Linked DNA regions of Xenopus laevis: region 2 is linked to region 1. The links are chromatin contacts, called in public Hi-C maps. All regions are on one chromosome and are shown on one strand. The core of a region is the stretch at or near the end of the contact, and the rest is flanking DNA. Distances in the headings are between cores, read along the strand shown.

Region 1 (6,891 bases), core at 2,086-4,585:
CCAGAACTGTACACATGCAGTCTATCCTGGATAAGCCAGTGTTCTAAACAATTTGTCAGTGATCATGTTCCAGGCCTTTGTCACACTATCCGGTCTTAACTAGACATGGGCACCTACTTATAAAACAGGTGTTCAAACTATGTGCTATGGCATACCAATCACATAAGATTCTTGTCTATGAATTTTTAAGCTAAAATAGAACGTCCAATTGAACTAAATTATTAAAAGTCTGCATGTGAGTTTTCATAAGAAGCAATCTGGCTGCTCAACTTCAGCACAGAGAGCCAACTGATGGCACCGACTTTTCTGCAACAGCATTGGCTGCACTTCCTCAGCAGTCTTTCGTGTCTCCAAATAGTAAGACATCCAGTTTTACTATGTAAAGTAGCAAATCCAACAGGAATTCCTATTGCCCCCTGTCTTTTCAAATGACAGATGTTTAGCGGTATATGCTGATTTCACCTCTCTTCTGATTTTAGTAAAGTAATGCTCAGGGTTAAGGATGGACCAGTGCTGCCTTTCCTACATTTACAGTTCTCAAGTTTTGGAATGTGTTGTAGTGAAATGTTATTAATTATTAATTTAAAAGCTAACAGCCATTTGCTAAACAGTCATTGTTTGTGCTAGGTATTTAATATTGTAACTGCTTGAGGATAATGGCACATGGAGAGTTTTTACCACCGCATTCCTTTAAGGAAGAATAACAGGTGTCAGAATGCCTTTTGCTTCTTGCCATTCATATGGATGGCCAGGACCGCCATTAGAAATCGCAGGGCCCCATACGACAAAATGTCCTGGGCCCCCTGGGCTGCACCCACTGCAAGCCCCGCCTACAGGTCCGCCCCCCCCCACCACACAGTAAAAAAACCAAAAAAATATTGGTGGCTAGGGTTCCCACATGTTAATAAAAAATAAAAAGATATTGGGGGTCAGGGCCCCCCATAAAAAAACATTTGTGTGCCAGGGCACCCCCATTAAAAAATATTGGTGGCTAGGACCCCACATGTGAAAAAAACATTGGTGGCCAGGGCCCCCTCCCCCACATTATGAGAAAATTGGTGGCCAGGGCCCCTTAAACGTCCATGCCTTCCCGAAGTCAGCAGCTCTCAGAAAGATGGAGGGCCTGGCTAATCAAGTAAGTGTAAGGCCGGGCCCCCCTTACCCTCTGGGCCGCCTACAACTCTCCCCCCTGTCCCCCCCTGATGGCTGCCCTGTGGATGGATAACAAACTGCCAGGAGGGATCATTTTGGGAACACCAACACTATTGTCTGTCATAGGAGATGATGCCTTCTGCTTCCTGAATGCATGTGCCTCTGATGGACTGAACCTATGTACAACCAATTTTCATGCAAAAATACATATTTTAGTTTTTTTGTGCTAAAATCTGCTGTATATGTGAACTGACAGGCTGATCCTGTGCCTGTCAATGCACAAACATTCAGGATCAGTGGATCAGCTTTGTCAGTTTTAAAGTAGTTGTTCCCTGATCTTCACTGTGTGCAATAGACTATGCATTTCCCAGTGGCCAGGAATCCACTTTCCAACAGTAATGGATGGCTACAGCTTTGCCTACAGAAGGCTGTGGTGATCAAAACACATAATTTGTATGGGACAGTAACTCTCCTAGATATATACAGTACTAATAGTAATAAATAACCATTCCTGAATGATGCAAATCCTGTTACGCCACACTCATTTCCTTGGCATCATATAATACCATGAGCACCCTCTTGTCATGCAGCATGTATAGATCATATATCTCATTTATGCTACCATGGCTCAATCCTGCAAATACTTGTAGCAGAAATTGTCTCAGTTTTCACTTGTTTTATGCAAGGCCTTTGTGGCCAAGCCATCTGCCCTATGGCATCAAATTAAATACATTTACTTGTTTATAATGAAGTTCTCATGCTGTGAGCAATTTAAATGTTGTTTTAGGTAAGAGAGACACAAATGATGCAAGATCACTCTTCTCTGCCTATTGTGTTTCTCTTACCAGATAATGCAATGTATACAAAGCAGCAAGATATTTGCTACAGACTGATCTGTTGACGACAGGTTCAGAAAACAGGCATTTGGGCCTAGCTCTTACAGTCCCCATCATCTGATAGTCAGTAAACACTCAGAGCCAGGCCACCCAGAAAGATACCTCAGCATAAACCGAAAAGAGTTCTACAGCTCCCTGGTGGTGATAGAGCGAGCTTGTAATAATCCACAGGGTGGGGAGAAAAGTTCTTTTTGCACAACAATGTCCCGCAGCCCACCCAGGCAGCCTGAAGAGAGACAGACTCATCATGTCACCAGCCTTTGTCTGAACAGAAAACCATTAACCCTTCACCTCTAGGGAGACACCGGAGCAATGCAAATGGCCTGTTATTTGCCACTAAATACAAATTCTGTCGGGATGCCCACAATGCGATCCATTCATTATTATTATTCTTTTATACATAAAGTTACAGACACAACCAGCTGCACTGTGCAACTGACTAAAAAGACAACACAGACATTTGCTGCATTGCAAAAAGCTTGCTAACAACAAAGTGACAAACATATACAGTATACATTCAAGTGATATACATGCTTAATGGAAAGATTAAACAAAACTGAAATGATACTTTGGATTAAGAAATGATGTGTGTGTGCATAATTAATTCATAAACACCAGGAAAGTGTAGCCAGTGTATTCATGCCTTGGTTCAGCACTTAATTTACTTTTAGAAGCAGAAACATTAGCTTATATCATTTTCTGAGTGATACAATGACCTATTTCCAGCATTACCAAACCATATGCCCATTCAATAAATGGTAAAGACTTGTGAAATCCCAGACCAGACTATTATCTCCTTTATGAATGGAACATATTAGCTAGGTCTGATTAAAATAACACACAATGGCATATTCACACAATCCAGCAAATGTTCCAGTGACAAAAAAGTGGGTATTCACTAATAAGACTGGAAGGGGTTTCTGGGATTTGTAGTCGAGCAACAAGCTAAAGCGGAATCATTTACTCCTCAATTCATATAATATGGAATGGAAAATTCTCACTCTTGATAGCTTGCCAACTGAGATTAACACAAGTTCATGTATAGATTGTAAGCCATGGCTGCAATAAAGCTTGTTTCTATTTCTACTGCTTGTATTAAAAATGATTGGTATGAAAGAAGTGAACAGGTTAACTGTCCTACAGCATTCCCCTGACCTCCTGCCCCCTGCATTGTCTGTTCTTTGCTGTGGGTCAAAGCAGTTTCTCACTGTGTGGTCCTCCCCCTGATCTTGTCACTGCTCTTCTTGCTTGCCTCGGGGGACAGGTTTCTGGGACTGGATGGGAGGCTGAGTTACCCCACCCCCAGTTCTGTAACTAATACCCTGCTTCCCACCTTTTCTATTGTCAGCATTGTGTAGCTTTCCTGTTTCAACTGGGTGCTGCTAATCTGGGCTTTTTTCAGCCACAGTATCAAACAGATGACAGACGCCAGCGATTCTTAGGTATATAGAAGTGTACAGGATGGCGTCATAATGGATGGATTTACAACAGAAAAGCAAATGTATCATACAAGGATGACTACTACTGATAAGGACACACACATGATACTGTATTTGATCAAAAGTTAATAAAAAAATCTATTAAATAAAAGGGATCATAGAGAAAAAAACTGACTAAGAAACAATCAGGATAAGATAAGATGTAACTCCAGTTCTTGTAATTATGTGTGGGTACCTGTGTATGTGTAAAACTGTGTGTGTGAAAATCTTATGTATGTATCTTTATGTGGGTAGGGTATCTTTGCATGAGTAACTGTGTGTAGCTACCTGTGTGTTTGGGTAACTGTGTGCGTGTGTATCTGTATGTGAGTAACAGTGTGTTGGTATCTATGCGTGTGAGCACCTGTTTTGGGGCAACTGTGTGTGTGGGTACCTGTATGTGGGTAACTGTGTTTGGGTAACTGTGAGATTGATACCTGTGTGTGTTGGTGACGGTGTGTGGATACCCGTGTATGTCTGTGTATGGGTAACAGAACACTTCTAGGCAGGAGAATAAACATAAGAACTGGACATATTTATCCATTTAAATATAAATGCTGAGGATGAGGAGCAGTCTGTATGGCCCTAATCTTCAGCTTTGGTCTGCTAATGACAACTGACCCTGAGTTCATACCCGTTGAGATGTATATATATATATATATATATATAGATATATATATATATATAGATATATATAGATATATATATAGATATAGATAGATAGATAGATAGATATATATATATATATATATATATATATATATATATATAACCTGAGTCAGATGCTTGCACTCTGAACCAGTCTTCCATAAACGTGGGTGCAGGGTCAAAGTATTTATGTAAAGTTCAAGAGGACCCGCACTCCTTGGTTAGTGAACCAAAAATGTCTTTATTTTTCAAACTTGTGCATCCAACGTTTTGACCCACATTAGGGCCTTTATCAAGGTTGGAAACATTGGATGCACAAGTTTGAAAAATAAAGACATTTTTGGTTCACTAATCAAGGAGTGCGGGTCCTCTTGAACTTCATATATATATATATATATATATATATATATATATATATATATATATATGTGTGTGTGTGTGTGTGTGTGTGTGTGTGTGTGCAGGACAGTATAATAACTCTTACAATAGAGATGTCTTTATCAATGGGTGAAAGTTAGACCTCGCTGTTTGATAAATTCCCTCTAAAATTCCATAGGAATGAATAGAAAGTGGGAGAGTTTTTCTGCGGCATGCTCAAATTTCACATTTTTTAATACATCTGCCCCTGAGTCCCAAGTGGTAAGAGACACAATAAGAAAACTTTTCCTGCCTCATAGAGCTGAAGTGGCTATGGCCATACATTATATAACCCATAGGGCAATTTATGATAAGATGTGAGACCCTTACATTACATAGTAAATATGTACGTTTGTATGAAGTATCTAACTAAAACGAATAAATTATAAAATTGTAAAAACTATAAATACTGTAAATGGAATGTGCTTCACTCATCAGGACTTAATTCAACTAATACATTTACTAGAGTGCTTGAATCATGAATTGTAAAATGCATATATTTATAAAAAGCTAGTGGTAGGACTAGGAAGTTTTAATAGTCACTTGCTGCCCTCTGCTGGTGTTTATAAAACAAACTGCAGGTAAAGTTGTTGTACCGTGTTAAAGGGGTTGTTCATCTTCCAAACACTTTTTCAGTCGAGTTGTTTTTAGATTGTGTGTGAACGACACAGCTGCTTCCATGGCATGCATATTTGGAATTAGCTTCAGTCTGGAAATGTAGAATCTACAATGCTGCCAGTGATGTAGATTGTTTGCCAGGAATACCCATATCTGATCCAGACGCAAAAATAATTTTTTCAATTGCTTTCCAGTTTTTATTTTTTAATCTATGTTTAATGTTCCTGTCTCTGGTGTTTGAGTCTGTCAGCTCAGTAATTCAGGAGCAGATTCTGAACTGTTACCAATGTGCTATATTTGGTTGATTCATTTTTCAGCAGCATCTCTGGAGTATTAGCAACTATTGTATCAATTCTAACAGCTGCCTTTAATGAAACTCAGGGATTCTGCTCAGCAGGGACAAATAAGAAATTTATCAACTAATGTATCAATTTAGAACTGTTTAGAGAGTCAGCCACCCCCCTGAGCAATTTTAGAATTACATATATATATATATATATATATATATATATATATATATATATATATATATATATATATATAATATATATATATATATATATATATATATATATATATATATATTTAGAATTTTAGGCCCTGGTTTTCACAAATACTGTTCCTATCAAAGGACTTCCTGCTCAGACTTTCCAATCAACAGGATCTGAAGACACAGGGCGAGGTAATCCAACCTCACCCGGGCAGTTGGGCCTTCATGGCGTGGCTCTTGGGAGGTTGAACCTCTCCTCCTCTGGGCTTTCAGAGGCTTCCGTTTCTAAATTATTGCCAGCAAGAAAACCTAACACCTTACAAAAGTATTTCATCACTTGGGAAAAGTTCAACTTGTGGAGTTTTTACAGAAAGGTTTGGAGCTTAAACTAAGCATTTCCACCCTCAGCGTCAGGTAACAGCCATTTCCCATTTCTCTAACGTGGCATGGTCTCAAAATACACTGGTTAAGAAATTCTTCTAGGGGGCCAAAAAACTTGCACCAGTTGCTAGACCCCAGATCCCTCCATGGGACCTAAGTCTGGTTTTAAACACACTTACCAGGGAACCTTTCAAACCCATAGAGGACATTTCTTTGAAGATGTTAAACTTAAAAATGTGCTTCTTACTGGCAATTACCTCTGCAAGAAGAGTTGGGGGAAGCTTACCTTTCTACAGGATAAGGTGGTCCTCAAAAAAGCAGTCAAGTTTATCCCTAAGGTGGTGTCTGAATTCCATACCACACAGAACATTGTACTACCTACATTTTCCCTGATCCAAAATCCGATCTTGAGCATCAATGGCATAAGCTGGATGTGGTTAGATGTCTGAAAACCTACCTGGACAGAGTTCTGCCAATAAGATCTTCGGACTCCCTCTTGGTAATTCCTCAAGGAAAAAAGCGGGGGCCCAACCATCCAAATCCACTATAGCATGTTGGATCAAAGAATGCATTCAGAATGCCTATGTGTTAAATTCCAGCACAGTACCCTCATTATTATTCATCGTTATTAAGGCACATTCAACCAGAGGGATTGCGGCATCCTGGGCCTTTCATGCAGGAGCCACTTTGGAAGTTATCTGCAAAGCTGCAGTGTGGTCCTCTTTTCATACATTTCTCAATCATTACAAATTCGATGTATTTGCCAACAAACCTGTTGCTTTCGGTTCTACTGTGTTGATTTCTGTATTAA
Region 2 (6,637 bases), core at 2,267-4,766, 170 kb after region 1:
TTGGCTTTTGTCGATTCATTGATATTTTTATTTTAGTCATTTCTTACTTGTATATAAATCATAGCAGACATTAGATTAAGGGGTGGTGTTTCAGGGTTAAGCTGTTTAACATGGAATTCCATAAATACTGAACACACAAAGGCAATGCTGCCTTTCCAACATTTTTCAAAAATATTTTTCTCTTGTCCAGGGCTAAGCATGATTAGCGTTTCCACCCAAAGTTTTTAGTTACATTAAAAACTCTGAACTGAGATGTTATAGGGGATCGGGACTCATATAAGTAAGAATGCCATAATGGAGCATTCACTTTCGACTGTAGCCTCAAGGCAGACTACTAGTAAATACATTCCAGCCCAACGGGTGGTTATTCATCCTGGTGCCAGAACAAAGCTAGTATTTTTTTGTTTGTTTGTTTGCCATGGGGTATATCCATATATATCCCCTTATTTCATTCTGGAGAGCATGTGACTTGCATAAACCATAAGTAGTGCCTTCCAAACAGTGGTGGAACAAAAACCAAGCCATCTCCCCTCTCCCCCACTGATGTTAAGAAATTGACCTGGAAAATCCACTTTTCAATATTTCCAACAGTGTGAGGCCCTTAAAATGTATATTTCCCCCACAACGCATGCACCCACACATTGCATCAGTGTTAATTCTGGGCATGCTTCCATAATTTCTGTATCTGCCTGAGGTACCAGAAGGAGCCAGCAAAGGGACAGATATATATCTGATTGATCTATATAGATAGATGATAGAGAGAGAGAGAGAGAGAGAGAGAGAGAGAGAGAGAGAGAGAGAGAGAGAGAGAGAGAGAGAGAGAGAGAGAGAGATAAAAGACAGGCAGATAGATAGAATGATAGAATGATAGATAGACAGACAGACAGACAGACAGACAGACAGATAGATAGATAGATAGATAGATAGATAGATAGATTGATAGAATGATAGATAGATAGATAGATAGATAGATAGATAGATAGATAGATAGATAGATAGATAGATAGATAGATAATAAAATAGTAATTCATGAAGACCCCAGATATACATGAATGAGCACTAAGGGGTGGGAGTCTGGGAGAGTTGCCACACATTTTGTGTTACTGATGTTTTTATTATTTCATGTGTGATCCCTGATTTCCCTAACTCCCACGAAGAGTCCAATTCAGATGTGTGCATGTTTGCGTGGGAGTTTCTAAAAGAGGAATAATATCATTAAATAAACTACAACCAACTTCCTCCTAGTAAAAGCTTAATCTGTCTCCTCTGAATTCCAGAACACTCAGGAGGCCTTAGAAAGATTTACTACAATCATGTACAGTGGCAGGGACCAGCCATAAACTTAAGCAATTAACTAAATATAGCATAAGAATTCCTGGGAAAATACAGTATGTAGAGACATGGTTCACTTCATATTGCTTAAAAGGTAATAAGTCTGTGCACAAAACACAAGTAATACACAAATACAAAAACAGTGGAAGGTTAAATTGTTTTGGCCCAGGGTCATCATTGTGACCCTTACGAATCTGATTTTTCTCTTGAAACATAACATTTATGTTAAGGACATTTAATTGTATTTCCACTTACTGGTAATACAGAAAATCAAATCTTTGATTCCTTATTAAACATGTGATCTTTCTATTTCCATTGCAGGTTGAAATAAATAGCTATCTTTCCTTACATTTTTGGGACTATAAAAATATTTGTATTGACAACCAGAACTTTGGCAGTTTTTGATTGTAAGCGGCTTCATTTTTGTGGGCAGTGCACGAAAACAACAGAATATCTCAAGGTAATGAGAGCCTTTTCAAAATAGAATACAAAAAAATCTAAAGGCGCCAACAGAACAGAAAAGAGTAACAACATAGTACACATATGGACATTCAAACAATGCCATGCCCATCGTGTAACTGAAGAAGAGACTGCACCGCCAAAGCTGAAATATAAAATAGCTGTATTTGTGTTACTAAGTTCTCCTTCACTTAGGGGCACATTTACTAAGCTCGAGTGAAGGATTCGACTGAAAAATACTTCGAATTTCTAAGTTTTTTTTTTGGGTGCATCGACCATCGAATAGGCTACTATGACCTTCGACTCGAACGAAAAATCGTCCGACTATTCGACCATTCGATAGTCGAAGTACTGTCTCTGTAAGAAAAACTTTGACTACATACTTGCCAGTTTAAACCTACCGAGGTACAATGTTAGCCTATGGGGACCTTCCCCATCACTTTTCTAAGCTTTTTTTGATCACAGAAAAATCCTTAGATCGATCGATTAAAATCCTTCGAATCGTTCGATTTGAAGGATTTTATCGTTCGATCGAACAATTTCTACTTTGATCGATCGATCAAAGGATTTGCGCAAAATCCTTCAAATTCGATATTAGAATTCGAAGGATTTTACTTTGAGGGTCGAATTCGAGGGTTTATTAAACCACGATATTCGACCCTTAGTAAATGTGCCCCTTAAAGTGTATCATTATTGGAAACTCCACCAGGCATATGTGGATGCTAATAAATTATTTTACAATCTTAGCGTGTCACAAACTACTGAGAAAAAGAAGGAAAACATGAAAGAAGCACCAAATGTACCAATGTGCATGCACTTTGGAAGAAGCAACTGCCAAGCACCATGCCAGAAGGGCAAGAAGTATAGGAAATAAGGTAAAGTTACAAAATGCAGGGCACACAGAACTTAGATGGATGCCACATTCCTGCTGATAGTCTCTCTGGCCAACAGCATAAGACAGGACCTTTATTTGTCATATCTGTGGGACACGTTTACTTAATTAGCTGCCTATTGCAATGCAGTGATTTATGGATTTATGTCTGATGTGATTATATTGAATCATTAAGGGTGTTCTGCATAAACCAAAGACATAAACCAAATTTTCTGCTCACGCATGCCAAAAGAACTGCCCCTCCCCATTATTCTGTTTAATTGTGCCGCATGACATAAATGATTTCATTTCAAGAAGTAAATATAATGAACATCTAATATAAACTGCATGCTCAGTTTTTAACAACAATGTAGCGTTGTAAGTGAAGGTTACTGGGCTCCACATCTAAATCTTTTGTGAAACCTATAAGATCTTGGAAAGATTATTTGTTTTACATATATATACAGGTGCAGTCAAGGTTCCCACAAGGGTGGATGTATTCAGTGGTTGTAAGCTGCAACTATTTTATCACTTCGACATATATGTATAAAAACATATATTCACTGCAGGTGATAAAATATATTTGCTGCAATCCACAAGTTGCTAAAATGCTGAAACAGCACAGGTACTGATGCCATAGTGCTTGCCATACTGCAGCAGCTTACATACAGAGCTTTAATGTATTTTTAGAATGTGTTCCTGTTGTTACTATATGTGTATTTGGCAGTTTAACAGAGAGTTTAATGGGAATATATACAGGGCTCAATTTGCAGTTATTATGGCTAGGTAATAAATCAAAAGGTTAGCACATCCCTATCCATAGTATATAAACCTCAGAGCTGTCAGTAGGCTGCTTTTCCCATTTAGACTGCTTGCTCACAGGTAACAGGTAAGAGTCCTTGCATGCAGCAGCCTGATTGAGTCCTTGTAAATTAGTGCTAAAGATGTCACTGCACAATTAGGAGCTAGAACTGTATTTTAAAATAATTAGTGATGTATTTTGAAGAAAACTGTTTAGTCATTGTGAATTATCATTTGTATTCATTTTAGATACTATGGTTGAGAGAGTGGTTCAACTTTGGGTATGTTATAGAACAGCCAGTTCTAAGCAACTTTTCAATTGGCCTTCATTTTTTTTTATATAGTTTTTGAATTATTTGCCTTCTTCTGATTACCCTTTCCAGTTTTTAAATGGGGGTCACTGAACCCATCTAAAAAATTGAATTCTCTGAAAGGCTACAAATGTATTGTTATAGCTAATTTTTATTACTCATCTTTCTATTCAGCCCCTCTCTTATTCATAAATCAGTCTCTTATTCCAATCATTGCAAGGTTGCAAGTGCAATTTTGGACTCTAACAACCAGATTGCTGACGTTGCAAACTGGAGAACTGCTGAATTAAAAGCTAAAAACTCAAAAACTACACATAATAAAAAAAGGAAAGAAAACCAATTGCAAATTGTCTCAAAATATTACTCTCTATCTCATCATACTAAAGGTTCATTTAACGTGAACAACCCCTTTAATTTACTAACACTGGGAAGGCATGCCTTAATGCAGTAACCCCTAGCAAAATAAGGTGCACAGTATTCAGATGATATGAACATTAACGCCAATTAGTATATATGTATAATTACCAACATTCTTCTTTCAAAAGGGATCAAATGAAATATATTGTCCCTAACATGGAAGAGATTTCAGTCCTTCCTGAATAGTACATATTCCATTAGTACACAGTGTTGGAAGTTTTATTTACTAGCAGTGGGCTAAGGGGGGCAATTTTTATAAATGTATAAATTAGATAAGTTCTGGAAGGGGGTGCATTGTCGTTTTTTGAATTTACACATATTTGACCAAATATTGATCAAAATATAGTAAGCACCAGTATTTTAAAACCCTACTGGTATAGCAAAGTGATTGAGTAGCTGATCAGTATATAAGTGACCATGTTTTGAAATGCAGTTTATTTCAACAGAGGGTTTTAGATTCTATGGAGAAAAGAAAATTGTGATCACCAATTCATAAATTGGCCTGTGTTTTTGTGTGAATGTTTGGATTTAAAATCGTATTTTGGGGCAATTTTTTACTGGGTACATTTTAAATAATGGAAAGAGGCAGTGAAAGCTGGGGGAAACAGAGGTCGGGACCTGCCTTATGTAATGGCTAATGTAACGACTCATTGTTATACTTTGTTTCTATGCATAGTTCCTTTGTGAACCACCCTTGTTATCTTGCTGATCCGTGACTATTCCTCTCAGTATCCATTATGACTGTGTCCTACACATTAAAAGTGGCCAATGCCAGCTTTGGGTGCTTCTTCAAGTTGCTCTTCAGGTGGAAAGGGAGTATCTATAAGTTGCTATACAAAGAGTTTATCGTCTTTTGTTGTCTCTATGCCATGCTGAGTGTTACATACAGGTAAGTTGTTTATTTATTTTAATAACATGTAATGTATTTTACAAAATCTCAGACATTTTTGGCCCACTATTCTAGACATGTACTGAAAGAATGGCTGTATTTAAATACATTCCAGACAATTATCCTGTAGTTTATCCGTCTTTCCTAAAATGATGAATATCCACTACTGGTAGTTCTTGCAAATATTAAAAATGAGAAGGTTAAAAAATTAAGTAGAAACAGGAACAGTGTGCTGAGTTTGTTTGCACCCTGCGTAGAGCGATACTGATTTATGACATTATTATATGAGGCAGCTTACCACTCCAGAAAACATGACTGACCAAGTTGATCTGCTTAATTTTGTCTGAATCTGCCTTTTAAATGGTGTACCAATATGTTAGACACTGCCAAGTAAATCAAATCCCTATTTCTTTTCTTTTCCCGGAAAAAAGCACTGGGGAAAAATGTATCAGAGAGGTATACAACCATCTGTGTGTAGCCTGGCTATTTCCCTGGAAAAGGGAAAGGAAGGCCAATGAAAATATCTAGAAACTTCAGAACAGACTTCCTAAAACACATACTATGTACAGATACTGTATATTTCGTATATTTCGAAAGCAGAACTTACCATTTGCATAGGAAATGATAAACAAAATATGTTTCATGAAAATTTATAATATTTGTGATTAATACTGAAGGTTTTTTTATGAGAATATTTATTGTAGCTTCATTTATAGGTTCTTAAAAAGGATTCTGTCATGATTTTTATAATATATTTTTATTTCTAAATTACACTGCAAATAATTCACTCCATATAAAATTGTATTCCTGTACCAGCAAGTATATTATTTTTAGTTGTAATATTGGTGTGTAGGCAGCCATCTCAGGTCATTTTGCCTAATCATGTGCTTTCAGAAAGAGCCAGCACTTTAGGATGGAACTGCTTTCTGTCAGGCTGTTACTCAAATGTGTCACAGTGGGACCTGGTTTTGAAAAAAAAAATTCCCATGACAGTATACCTTTAATGAATGAAAGGCAGAATATTAATTGTAATTTTGCTTATAGGTGCTTTTTAAATGAAAAGCAGAAGAGTGACTTTGCTCAGCTGGCTCGATACTGTAACCAATACACGGAGTTGATTCCTGTTTCATTTGTGCTGGGTTTCTATGTTACTCTGATTGTGAACCGTTGGTGGGCTCAATACACAAATATTCCCCTCCCTGATCAGCTCATGTGTGTAGTATCCAGCAATGTCCATGGTGGGGATGAAAGAGGGCGCTTGTTGAGACGTACCATGATGAGATATGCTAATCTATCTTCAGTTCTTATTCTGAGATCGGTCAGTACGAGGGTGCTCAAGAGATTTCCAACCATGGAGCACATTGTTGAAGCAGGTAAATTAAATCAGCATGCTTTATTCATCTAACGATTGCACCAAATCCAGGATTTGGTTTGGGAATACTTTGGGGCCAAATTATGATTGCTCATGCCTTGATTGCTTGAGTTTACTAATCATGCAGGATTTTGTGCCAAGCAAACCTTGTTAATCTATGTCATTTTACCCAAGTGGGCTTTTGA

Evidence for each region. Hi-C and Micro-C count contacts between places; a contact is called where the count stands out from the background.
Region 2: a contact with region 1 is called in a Hi-C map of the XL177 cell line, with 3 times the contacts expected there. The contact joins the promoter of best4.L here to the enhancer-like site in region 1. A contact is called at or near these places in 2 of 4 Hi-C or Micro-C datasets (the XL177 cell line and animal cap).

Annotation. Positions count from the first base shown.
Region 1 is chr4L:85,758,761-85,765,651 of Xenopus_laevis_v10.1, forward strand. No RefSeq gene overlaps it. Among protein-coding and RNA genes, the nearest start is that of ptch2.L, 50 kb to the left of the region's middle. Within about 2 kb of position 3,336, at least 3 of the 7 cell types and tissues checked have an H3K27ac peak or open chromatin away from gene starts, as enhancers often do. A contact at or near this core is called in animal cap, where this site is marked.
Region 2 is chr4L:85,930,449-85,937,085 of Xenopus_laevis_v10.1, forward strand. best4.L (bestrophin-4) reads left to right here and starts at 3,517. Exons shown (of 9, transcript XM_018258347.2): 1 at 3,517-3,551; 2 at 4,868-5,080; 3 at 6,125-6,453. The coding sequence starts at 4,929.